Regions from separate parts of the Sus scrofa genome. Here region 2 is linked to region 1. Evidence: chromatin contacts called from public promoter capture Hi-C data. All regions are on one chromosome and are shown on one strand. The core of a region is the stretch at or near the end of the contact, and the rest is flanking DNA. Distances in the headings are between cores, read along the strand shown. Region 1 holds the start of FADD (Fas (TNFRSF6)-associated via death domain). Region 2 holds the start of ANO1 (anoctamin-1).

What was found. Promoter capture Hi-C pulls out the DNA fragments that hold promoters and counts their contacts.
Region 2: a contact with region 1 is called in a promoter capture Hi-C map of liver, with 15 times the contacts expected there. The contact joins the promoter of ANO1 here to the promoter of FADD in region 1. A contact is called at or near these places in 3 of 5 promoter capture datasets (fetal skeletal muscle, liver and skeletal muscle) and 3 of 47 Hi-C or Micro-C datasets (all in liver).

The regions. Positions count from the first base shown.
Region 1 is chr2:3,190,176-3,196,176 of Sscrofa11.1, forward strand. FADD (Fas (TNFRSF6)-associated via death domain) reads right to left here and starts at 4,645. Exons shown (of 2, transcript NM_001031797.1): 1 at 4,238-4,645; 2 at 1,543-2,316. The coding sequence starts at 4,523. The coding sequence ends at 1,967.
Region 2 is chr2:3,369,238-3,375,715 of Sscrofa11.1, forward strand. It overlaps ANO1 (anoctamin-1), which reads right to left and starts at 4,172. Exons shown (of 27, transcript XM_021082678.1): 1 at 4,034-4,172. The coding sequence starts at 4,067.

The DNA of each region.
Region 1 (6,001 bases), core at 3,395-5,894:
GAGCTGCAGCTGCCAGTCTAAGCTACAGCCACAGAGGATCCGAGACACCCCTGCAACCTACACCACAGCTCACAGCGACACTGGATCCTTAACCCACTGAGAGAAGCCAGGGATCAAACCCACCACCCCACGGTTCCCAGTCGGATTCATTTCGCAGCACCACGATGGGAACTCCTGTTCTCACACTTGCTGGGCAGTGCTCGATTCTGAGGGCCCACGAAGGCACCCGTTTTTTCCCGTACTGTCATCATGCCCTTTGTGTCACAGAGCTGGGGAAATTCTGTGCTTCCCCAGGGCAGGTGGCTCACCTGCTCCATCTCTCTCAATGCCTGGCAGTGCAGCTACCCTAGAAGCCTCCAGGCCACCGATGGCTGAACACATAGATGCGTCTATGTGGCCCTGAGCCCACCCCTCTGGGGGCAGTTTCTTGTGAGCTCACCCTTCACCAGGCTCTGTGGCCCTGCCCCTGTGGACCACTGGGCCTGGCAGGCAGCCCACCTCCAGGCCCTGGGAGGCGGGCAGAGAGGCCCCCTCTCGCCCGGCGCCTCTTCTGTCCTGGACCACAGATCCGTGCTCAGGTGGTGAGGCGGCGCCAGCTCCCTCACCCTGCAGATGGAAACAGCTCCTCTCATGTCCGCCTCTGGCGTGTGTGTGAGGGGTGTGTGTGTAACTGAGCCTGGCCCAGCGCCGGGCCCGAGGGCTGTGAGCACGTGTTGTCAAAGCCTCTGGGGGAGCACCTGCTGTGAGGCAGACACAGGCTCCCCCCAGTGTGAGGCCCAGGCTGGAGGACACAGGGTGAGCATCAGGAAAAGCCCACATTCAGCAGATAAACCCTAAGCCGCGAGATCAGCACGTCTGAAATCTCTGTTCAAGAAACGTGGACACATTCTCCACACATCGCCTCTCTCCTAAAGCGACCCATGAGCCGAGCCACTCCCTCACTGAGGGCGATCATGTGTCACCCAGAGACCCTGACCGGGGCCTGAGGAGGCAGGTGCTGCGGGGAGGAGGGGCTATTCAGTGAGTGACACCAGGCCGGTCCACACGGCTCGGGGACTGAACTTGGCTCAGGTTCTTGGCAGCACCTTGAACTTGTGATGAACTGGTTAACGCTCTGTTCCTGGCCAGGGTTTTGAGGTCAACAGAGCAGGGCCACTCCTGTCTTGCCTACCGCATGGCCCCAGTGCCTAGCATGCCTGGCTGTGTAAACTCCTGTTGAAGGCCGGGTCACAGCGTGGAGGGGAGTGTTGCCAGGATCTCAGCAACACTGCATGGCATGAGGTCACGAGCAGCTTTCCCAAGGTCACAACTAGAAGGCACAACAACGGACAGTCACTTGGCTCTGATATCTCCTGGAGGTGGGCAGGCCCCTGCGCTGGTGAGAGCTGCCCCCTGGCAGACCACCCTTGGCTGAGGTCAACACTGCCCGGTTGTTGATCCCTGGAGCTGGTATGACATGCAGCCTGGATCACAGGCGGGGCCTGAGATCAGCTGCAGCAGGATGTGCGTGGGAATGGAAAATTCTCAATAATACGGAGGCTTCCTCTTTAAGGCACTTGTTTTTACAGGATTACCTTAGAAAGAGGAAGAAAGAGCACTTCTTAAAATCCCAGGGTCCAGCTCCCTGGCCAATTCTGTTATGGGAAAGAGAGTGACTCTGATACAAAACAGTAACAAGTGGCTGAATCAAACACTTCCCGCCCCCCTGGTGCCACTGGCCTCCTCACTGGCAGTGGTCAGACCGCACATCTGTACAGACGCTGGACAAGGTCCCACGGCATCCTCCCGCCGGGACTGGGTGAATGGGGGTGACAGTGGCTCCCTCGCAGGGGGCCCACAGGGACCACGGTCCTGCCTGGCTCTGCGGGCGGGCGCCGGCCCTCATCCCGGCTCCCGGCTGGGTCATCGCGGTGCTGGTGCAGACAGGACGGGGTCAACCTCGGGCCTTGGGAAGAGCAGCGGGTCATCAGGAAGCTCCCGACCCGGGCACGTCCTCGTCCCAGGAAATGAGGGACACAGGGTCGCTGCTCCCGCTCTCCCGCCGGGAGGCCCGGGCCTGCTGCTCTTCCTCCACCAGGTCGGCCACCAGGTTCAGGCGGCAGGCCCTGAGCGCATCCACCAGGTGGGACACGGCCGCGTCCTCCCTCCTGCTGTTCTTCCAGACTCGCAGCGACTCCCTCACCTGCTCGGTCAGGTTTCGGGGATACTTCTCCTCGATGGCGTCGATCTTGGCGTCAGACACTTTAAGCTGCCGAGCCAGCCGCCTCCAGTCCTTCCCCACGTTGTCGCAGATGATATCAAACGCCGCCCGCAGGTCTGGGGAGGGAAAGAACAGGCTGACTCCTCGAGCTTTGGGGGCGCGAGGAGACGGGCAACCCCGCAATCCCGATGGGCTTCAGGGTGCTGGGTCCGCAAGCGGTCCTCCCGCGGGGGCCGCCGTCACCCAGTAGCAGAGGGCTGGGGCGGCCCCAGAAACATGTGCCCTCCGTCTTAGTACGGAAGCTGCCCTGACTGACACCGTCTCTGGTCCCTGGCTGCCGTGTCCTCGTCTGCTGCATCGTCACTGCTGGGGTGAGCACCACAGACTCACGTGGCAGGAGAGGAGGAGGAATGATTCCTGCTGAGGCTCCTGCAAGCTGCACCCCAGCCCCGAGGCCTGAGCCGCCGTCGGCCTGGGTGCTAACACCTCCAGCCCGGACAGCCCTGGGACGGGGGCACCTGTGTCACCATGCCCATCCACACAGGGCACGTCACTTCCGGAGGTCACACAGCCGGACAACGGCAAAGCCAGGATGTGAAACCTGGCTGGTGTGGGGCCAGAGCCCCCTCTTAACCGCTATGCAAAAACGGCCCCTTATCAACCCGGCTGGACCAGCGGTTATTCTTCCGGTGTAACTTGCTCCATAAATAAAACAGACAGACGTAAACCATATAAACCTCAACTGTCACGAGCTATATTTTGGGGGCTGCCTTTTAATTTGATCAGAATTCTCCCTCCTCACTGATTCTCCTCGATAACAATTTGTGTGTCCTGTCTTGTTTGTTCGGCACTGCTGCGTGCCTAGTACGTCTGTCTGTGTATAAACCTGAAATTGGCTGCTCTCAGGCAGTCGTGCTGCCCAGCTTGCTACTCGCAAGCACCAGTCCCAATAGGATGCCCGCGGTGTCACATTTACATCCTTTTTTGGGTCAGTGACCACATGACTAATTCCAGGCCACAGCTTCAGGCCTGTGACATGTCCTCAAGGCACTGTCCACCCGGCTCCCTGGGCTCTGGGAACACAGAGGTGGCTGAGAATCCCAGCTACCCTCGGGTCTCTCACTGCTGGAAGCCCCTGCAAGCGCAGGGAGGGTGGAAAGAAGCCCAAAAGCAGCATGGTGGCTACAGTCACCCAGGGCGGCCAGGCGGCCCCCTTCAACCCTACGGGCTGCTAGTTACAGGCTGAGTATCTTGGGCACGTCACTTAACACCGCTCTCAGCCACAGTCCTTCCCATAGGAAATCAGGAATAGTAAGAGATGATGCTACCTAACAGGCTCATTGTGCAAATTAAACACATAAGCTGCAGAGTTCCCACTGTGGCTCATTGGTAACGAACCCAACTAGTATCCATGAGGATGAGGGTTCGATCCCTGGCCTCGCTCAGTGGGTTAAGGATCTGGCCTTGCCACGAGCTGTGGTGTAGGTTGTGCAGTGGAGGCTCGGTGGCCAGCAGCTACAGCTCTGACTCCGGCCCCTCGCCTAGGAATAGGAGCCCCCTGTTAAAGATTTATGATCACAGTATTTTCAGCCAGAGGAGAAGGACATTAACTGGGCAGACAAACCCCCCAGAGGATGCCCAGGAGGGCCGAATTCCCCCACCTGGGAGGTGAGCGACGCCCATTTCTTTCGAGTAACTTCTAATATGTACACCGGGACAAAACACTGAGGCTGGGGTGGGTGTCCGTGCTCAACAGCCTAGGAAACGTTAGCTTTTCGGAGTTTTCGTTCTCTTATCTGCAAAGCGGGCATGTCACCCGGCTCTCAGGAATGCTCAGAGAAAACACAACCCGGAAAAGCAAACCGAATCCGGAAAAGATTAGGCGCAGGGAATAGCGAAACCACTGGAGGGCCACCCCCCCCGCGCGGCCCGCCCGCCTCCCGGGCCCCGCCCTGCCCGTCCCCCACCCCGTCCCCCGGCCCCACCTCGCCCCTCCGGCCCCGCCCGCCCCCCGCGACCCCCGGCCCCCGCCCCCACCTCGCTCCTCCGGCGCCGCCCCGCCCGCCGCGCCCGCCTCGAAGGCGTCCAGGCGCCGCAGCAGGTCCTGGCGCCGCAGGGAGACGAGCAGCTCGCGCAGCAGCGCAGTGTGCTCGGGACTCAGCTCGTTCTGCTCCAGGAGCACGGAGAAGAGGTCCACGCCGCTCTGCACGCGCTCCAGCTTCCTCTTGCCCACGCGTCCCTGGCACAGGAACTTGAGCTCGGTCAGCTCGCTGCTTGACAGGCTGGCCGACACCGAGTGCAGCAGCACCAGGAACGGGTCCATGGCGGCGGGTGCGGGCTGCTGCCCGCTCGCCGGCCCGCGCTCCGGCAGACCGGGTCCCCCGCCTCCTCACGCGCCGGAGCTCCTCCGTCTGGCAGCCGCAGCTCCCACTTTGCCCGCCCTGCGCCCCGCCACCGGAAGTCTGCCGCAAACCCGCTTTCTCTCGCGAGAACGCCCCCGACCCGCGCATGCGCCCCGAGCCCAACCGTGGACAGCTCCTCCCGGGAGGCGTGCGCGGCCGCAAGGGGGCGCTTCGGACACGCTGGCGGAGGGGCCTTGGGACGGCCTCTGCGCCTGCGCCCTGCCGACCTTCTCCCTCCGGGTTGGCCTGTGTGGCCTTGGGGGTCCCGAGAGCTAGGGCCCCTGCTGGGGGGCACCCGCCTTCGTTTCCTGTGGAGTGTTGCACTGCGGATGCCGATAATAAATGCATTTCTCTATTAACATTTGCGAAAAGGCCTGTCCTTTGGTGCCCCCTGGACTTCTGTGTGCAGTAAAAACTTCAGAGGTTTTAGCGTTTCATAAATACTTGATTTTTAATGTTACCGTCATTATTTTCGAATGCTTATTAACGTTTATTAAGCGCCTACTGTCTGCCACGCAGTAGGTTCTGGAGACAAATTTGGGAACAAAGTGCGGAATTCCCCCCTGCCCGGAGCTTACAGCATCAGTACCCAAAGTTACGTAATACAGGTCAGCAAGACAGAAGTTAGCAGGACCCAGGGCCAAGGGGAGGGGGGGATGGGAGTGTGGCGGGGGGGCGGGGTCAGAGTCGGCCTCCTGCTGCAGGTGCGGGGAAGAGGAGGCAGGTGCGCAGGTGAGCCCGGAAGAGGGCGGGGCGGGGCGGAAGCCAGGGCAGAGGCACGGGGAGGGGGACGAGGTGGCGGGAGCCGAGCCTGGGAGGCAGGGCGTGGTCGGCAAGGGGAAGGCAGGAATTAGGAGCCGCCAGGTTGGGCTTTACTGCTCCAGAGATAAGCCCCTGCAGGGGAGGAGAGGAGGGGTGAAGCCTTTTATAAGTTACCTGGGGGTAGGGGTGGGGAATGAATATGTATATATTAATGTATATTAGATATAAAATCGAGGTGCAATTCACGTTCCCTACAACTCACTGCTTTACAGTGTACAATGTAGTCATTTTTAGTATATTCATAAAGTTCTGTAACTGCCACCATTAGCTAATTTTAAAACATTTTCATCACCCAGGTGGAAACCTGGTACCCATTAGCAGTCACTTCCTCCTTCCTCCCTCCCCACTCCTTTCTCCAGCCCCTGGCAACCGCTAATTTACTCCTGACTCTTTGGATTTGACTCTTCTGGACCTTTCGTGTAAGTGGAACCATACACTGCTTGGTCTTTTGTGCCTTTTTTTTTTTCCCCCCTGCACCAGCAGCATTGCAGAACTTCCCAGGCCAGGGACTGAAACTTAGCCACAGCAGTGATGACACTGGATCTTTAACCCACTGCGCGGGTGGGGAAATCCACTG
Region 2 (6,478 bases), core at 2,922-5,421, 180 kb after region 1:
TGCTCTCTATATTTATTCTTTTTCTTTATAAAAGAATGCCTAGCTTTTTGGCTAGCATGTGACTGTCCAGAAAAAAAAAAAGACTGCATGTCTAGGCCTCGATTGCAGCTTGGTGTGGCCAGAGGGGATAAGAGAAAGTGTGTAAGAAACGTCCAGGGAGGGAGAGTATCCTCTGTCATTTCTCTCTCCTGCTCTGGAATGCAGATTTGATGGAGGGAGCTCAAGCAGCCATTTTGGGCCATGAGGCTTTGCTGAGCAGGGCAGAGCAGCCTGAGAGATGGGCCTCTAATGAGTTCATGAAGCCCCCTACCAGCCCTGGAATCCTGAAATGCCCACTTCTGGACCTGTCTTATATGAAGGAAAAATCGCTTGTTAAAGATATCTTTTTTTGTTTCTCGCAGTTGAACCAACAGAAGCCTTCTCTGGGTCTCCCCTCCCTGCCATGTTGTGGCTGTTTGTGCAACTCTCCCAGTGTGATAGAGATGAAGAAACAGCCCCCGAGAGGGGGCGTGAACTGGCCGAGGTCACGGAGCTTCTCTTATATAAACATTCACTTCAGACCTGGAATAATTGCTAAAGCAAATAGGGCCAGCCTTGAGAGTGCCGGCCAAGACCGAGGCCTGGAGAGCGTTTCCCGACAGGATGTTCACATGACCACTAGTCGATGAGGCTGGGACACTTCGAAGGCCTTTGCCACCGTGGCTGCCGTCAGCCCCGCTCTGCCCTGCCCTCCCTGGGGACACACTGAGGGCTGGGTCAGCGGTCCCTGGGGCTCTGAGACAACACTTCCCTGGAGGGTCGCCTCTGGGATGGTCCAGGCATTGATCCCCAGGCCCCGGTCAGGCTGCTGAGGTAGAGCCAAGCCTCGCCCCTTCCACCCAGAGGCAAGAAGTTCCTTCAAGCTCTCCCTCCATCCCTCACCCCCCCCATTTGTCTGCATTTCCTGTGGTGGCAGGGGGCCCCTGACCTGCGATGACTCCTCCCACCTCCCGGGGACCCTCCTCTGATTGATGAGCAGTGACCTCATTCATCTCAACCCACTTCCTGCCTCGGGGTCTTTCTTTTTCTTTTTCTTTTTGCACGACCGCACCTGTGGCATATGGCTGTTCCCAGGCTAAAGGTCGAATCAGAGCTGCAGCTGCAGGCCTACGCCACAGCCACAGCAGTGCTGGATCTGTGTCGCATCTGGGACCTGTGCTGCAGCTTGTGGTGCCACCAGACCCTTAACCCACTGAGCGGGGCCAGGGATCGAACCTGCATCCTCATGGATACCATGTTGGGTTCTTAACCTGCTGAGCCACAACGGGAACTCCCATGGGGTCTTTCAAACCTCCCCAGCTGCCTCGTTCTCCTCACCCTCCGAGCCCACGGCGCCTTTCATGACCTCTGCTCTTGGTAAAGACGGTTCCTTCATAGATTCAGATACTTAGGGCCTCGCTCTGCACGGGCAATAGAGGCAGTAGCCAGACAGCAGTCCTTTCCCAGCTCAGACAGCAGACACTGACTATCAGCATCCTGTCCTTCTGGGGTCCCCTGAGGCAGGACAGACCCAGTGCACGGAAGAAGAAGCTGAGAGCCAAGCGCTTGATCGGCCCCAGGTCACAGCAGCGAAGCAGCCCCATCCCCAGGATGGAGCCCCGCCTCGGACCAGACCCCATGGTCTCCCCACCGCCCTTGGCAGCCTCTGCCCTGGAAGGAAGTCACCACACATGGCCCCGAAAGGGAAATCCTGGGTCTGCAGCGACAGCTGGAGAAGAAGAGCAGTTTCTCACTGCCAGCCATGCACCCCCTTCCCTCACCACGGCCCCTGCACCCCTCGCTGGTCCACAGCTGCCTAACATCCTGCAGTGGTGCTGACAGTCGTTAGGAAAGGCTGGTGCTAACCTTGTTTATACTAGGGTGTGGCGGACGGATACGTGTCGAACTGCTCTCCTTTGGAGATGCCGGCTTTATAATCAAGGGCTCTGAGGACCTAGAGCTTCGTGGCAAAGGAATAGAGACTGAGGGGTGCAGCTTCCAGCAGCATGACAAGGGGTCTCCCGGGGGGACCCCCTCGAGTTACAGATCGGTCTGCCAGGGAGGTGCATAAGGTCAGTTCATGAGTCCATGGGCTGTGCAGGTAGCATAGAAGTGTCACTCCCTGTGCAGCTCCTGAGAGAGGTGGAGGCAGCCCCCAGAGATCTAGCTGTTCGTCCCCCGTAGATGTGACCACGGCGACCCAGCCCTCCCTCAGCAGCCCCTTGTGCCCACCGGCCCTGTTTCACCCTCTCTATTAAAAGGCTCCTGCACCTGCCCGGAGAGTCGGCGTTTCCCACAATTCCCAGAGCGGAATCCCCTCTTCCTCTGAGTGCATCAGGCCAGCACCTCCCACTGGGCAGACACTCTGCGTGGTGATGGCAGAGCGACACCATGGCCCCGGGGCCACCGCAGAGGAACCGGGTTCTGACAACCTCGGCGCAGGCATCTCCGGGCTCTGGGGCGCTTGGCAGCCCTTTGAGGGCCTGTCAGGCCCTCTGATTGCTCAACTCACATTCCTCCGCCCTGTGGCTTGACTCTCAGACACTCTGAGAACAAACCAAAAATAAAGATTAGTCCTTTTCCAGCTAATTCTCTCATTTTTGCCAATCCTCGCTCTGTCCCCCTCTGCCCTTGGAGCCTGTCTCCCAAAGGAGGCCCAAGGGTCTTTCCTGGGGGGAATTCTGGCTTTGGCCAAGGAAGGCAGCTGCTGCGTAGACTCTGCCCTCTAACCTCTAGGGGGAAGCACAGAATGGGGCCCACGGAGAACCACCTCCTGCCCCCCGATCACTGGAGAGGACGCCCCAGCTCGGGCCCTGGGGGTCAGGGGCTTCATTCATTCCTCCATCCATTCACTCGAGAGGGACGGGTATCACTCATTCGTTCATTCACTAAAGCAAGGATGGGGGGCGGGCTGGTCAGAAGAATTCCAGTCTTGGACTTGGCAGCTGAAATCCCCAGAGGCACGAGCAGGACTCTATCATCAAAAATACCACCTGCCCCCAAGTGATCCAGCTGGTCCCTGATGCCGGGAAGGCCCCCAGAGCCCCATCCCCACCGAGGGGGTTCCCGCCTTTAGGAAGGCAGGCAGGAAACCACTAGCCCTGGAGAGGTGGGGGTGACCGGTGGGGGCCTCAAGGGGCGGGGCTGGGGGGCTCGGTAGACCTTGGTCCGAGACGGGAGGGAGTGGCCCAGCTGCGGGGCAGGAGAGGCTGCCCGGACCAGGTCCCGAGCCTTGAATTCTCAGCCCTCTACAGTGTGCCCACTCTTCCTGCCCTGGGGGTGTCCCGGTGGTTGGAGAGACGGTTCTGGAGAGAGTCACTCGTAGCGCTAATGCCACCAGCTGTGTGACTGTTGAGCCAGTGATGTCACCCCTCTGAGCCTCAACTATCCCCCCCACCCCCACCCTCTGTCGAAAAAGGATCCTAACAGCGCCCGGTGCGGGCTGGACCCTGAGCATAAAGCCCTCGACGTGTTTCCCCAGAGTGCTCTGGGGTGGATGCAGTGATTGGCCCCATTTTATTGATGGATAAACCACGGAGGGGTGACCCAACTTGCTCAAAGGCGTCACGGCAGGGCCGTGAGTGTCTGGTGCACGGCTAGCGTTCAGCCCAGGCCACACAGCACTTCTCGGAGGAGATGCTGGGCAACGGCTGGAGACCTTGTGGGGTTGTCACGGCAGAGGAGGGCGCTACTGCAGGGCCCAGGACAGCCCCCATGACAAGAGCGGCCCGGCCCCAAGTGTCCACGGTGCCAAGGAGGAGAAGCGCTGGTTTGTGACTGTCGTTCCAGGAAGGCCTCTCCATCGGAGGAAGGGTCTTGCAGGAACACACCCGCTGGCAGCCTGCCCTCCCCTCCCCACCCCAGGCTTTCCCCAGCCAGGCTGTGCTGGGCACCCTGAGAGGCTATGCTCCCTGCGTGCTCCCAGAGGGCAAACGGGGTGTCCGGCCCCAGATGGGTGGGGCTGGCAACGAGCGGCGCTCCCCCGGCCCCCATCCCCTTGAAGCCCGCTCCTTACTCATCAGCAGAGGGTCCAGCGTCGTCTCCTCCATCTTCGCGCCTCCCGTGTACCAGCCGGCTCCCTGCCGCTGATCTGGACACCTCTGTGCTGGAATCTCAGGCAAGGGGAGAGGCTTCTCCCGCGGGCCAGCAGCAGTTTGCTAAGTGAGTCAGTTAGTGAGAGGTTCAGAGCTCATGGGTTAATCATTAATCCACAGCCCGGACACTCCCCAGAATCCCCATGGACCCCGCCGGGCATGGCATCTTCCATCCTTGACCATGATCCTGGGGGACCTGCCCCATCAGGGCCGCTTAGCCTGACTACCTGCCGAAGAGGAGGGTCGGTGCCCAAGGACCCTCTGTCCCTTCATCCATATGGCTTCCACTCTGACAGGTCAAGTTGTTGAAAGAGAGTGGTCCCATCTCATGGCTCACGCTAACCCCGACCCACGCTCCCTTCAGATCCCTCTGCTGTGTTTCCCTAAGCGTCTCCTCTGTTCCCCATGCTGTGCCAGGCACTCAACCTACACACTCTCTTTGAATATTCTCATCATCCCTGCAAATAAAGGGTTGTGTGTCTCTATTTCATGAGTGGGGGGGTGAGGTCCAGGCAGGTGGCTGTCCAGTGACAAGTCTGGTGGAAAGCAGAAGAAAAAAAAAAGAGCAAATAATTTCTTCGGTTTCGGGGTCTCTGTTTCTTGAAGGCATGTGGGCACTGCAGGGCGTGGTGAGGGTTAAGCAGGGCAGTGCAGAAAAAGCGCTGAGCACACAGTAAGCACTCAATAAATATTGGCTGCCTCTCCTGTCACCCGGCTGTGTCTCAAAGCCAAGGATTCTGGCCTGGTTTGTTCACTGGTGTTGGACGGATGCTGTGTCAGGTGATTTGGCCAAAGCCATCGTGCAGGCCAGTCTCAACCCAGGTGAGTCCGACTCCCAGTGATGCGCTCTTTAAAAAGGCTGTGGAGGTCCCTCTGTGGCAAAGTGGGTTAAGAATCCAACTGTAGAAGTTCCCGTCATGGCTCAGTGGTTAACGAATCTGACCAGGAACCATGAGGTTGCCGGTTCGATCCCTGGCCTTGCTCAGTGGGTTAAGGATCTGGTGTTGCCGTGAGCTGTGGTGTGGGTTGCAGAAACGGCTCGGATTCCGCGTTGCTATGGCTGTGGTGTAGGCCGGCGGCTACAGCTCTGATTAGACCCCTAGCCTGGGAATCTCTATATGCTGCGGGTGCGGCCCTAGAAAAGGCAAAAAGACAAAAAAAGTTTTTAAAAAAAGAATCCAAGTGTAGGTCGGCTCAGGTCGCTGTGGAGGCTTAGGTTCGATCCCCAGCCAGGGAACTTCCATATGCTGCGGGCGTGGCCATTAAAAAAAGAACAGTCTGCACTTGGTCCCTGAGATATTATTCATCGTCTGCAAAGTGATTCGCACTTCCTTTAGGTGGGTGGTTTTGAAAGCAGCGGTACCAGGGTGTGGCTGTGGGGCTCCCCGCATGGGCCCTGGACCAGCTGCCTGACATTCCAGCTCCACGTCCGTGGGTGTAGACTCTTTGCAGAGCCCTGGCCTGGGGACAGTTGCTCGCTCTCCTGATCGGAGGAGGGGCATGTGGGTGGGGGAGGCGGGGAGGGAATGTAGGGAGACTTCTCCCTGGGGGTCGGGGATGCTGGGACAACAGGGAGACTCTTGGGGGCGGCAGGCCAGCTGTCAGCCTCCCCAGGAATCAACTCTGGGCTCCGGCATTTTATTCCAAAGCAGGTCCTGGCTCGTTTGGCCACCGCAAACCCGTCCTGCACCAACTCACATGAGAGTCAAGGGTGGTGCATCGGAGGCTGCCATTGGCTAGAGAGGCAATCATAGGTTTCATTTATTGGCTCATTCATTCATTCACAGGTTTCATTCGTCATTCACTCACGCACTCATTCATTCAGCCCTTCCAAAAACCATTTCTGAGCATCTGCTGGGTCCAGAAAGGCTGCTTTGGAGTGGGGAGCGGACAAGAAAGTCACCTGTTCTTGTGACAGCCAAGCAGGGCACGGGGTCTGGAGAAAGTAAGGTTTGAAAATTCCATTTTGAAAGTGAGTTTGATGCTATGCCCCGTTTTGTAAGAGCAATGCCCTCCCTCATCCTGGGCTCTAAATGTGTTTTAGGCAGACACCGCCGGGTCCCGAGGGCGCTGCAGAATTCCCCGGGGGGTTACACTTCCTCGGGCGGTAGGTTGGGTTGGTCCACACAGAAGGTGCAAATGCCAGCAAATTGAAGCTTTGTTTAGCCCTTAAAGCCTCCTAATGGGTTTTCAGCATTTACACTTGTCTCATTATTAATACCAACGACTAAATCCCGGCCCTGCCAAAGCTGTGTCTCCTTTTCTAAATACTGTCGGCACCAGGAGGTCACCCCCGGCCCTTTGTCAGTCTTATTTGCAAAAGAAAGTTTGGAATAAATTCTCAGGGCAGAAAAAGGCACCGCACA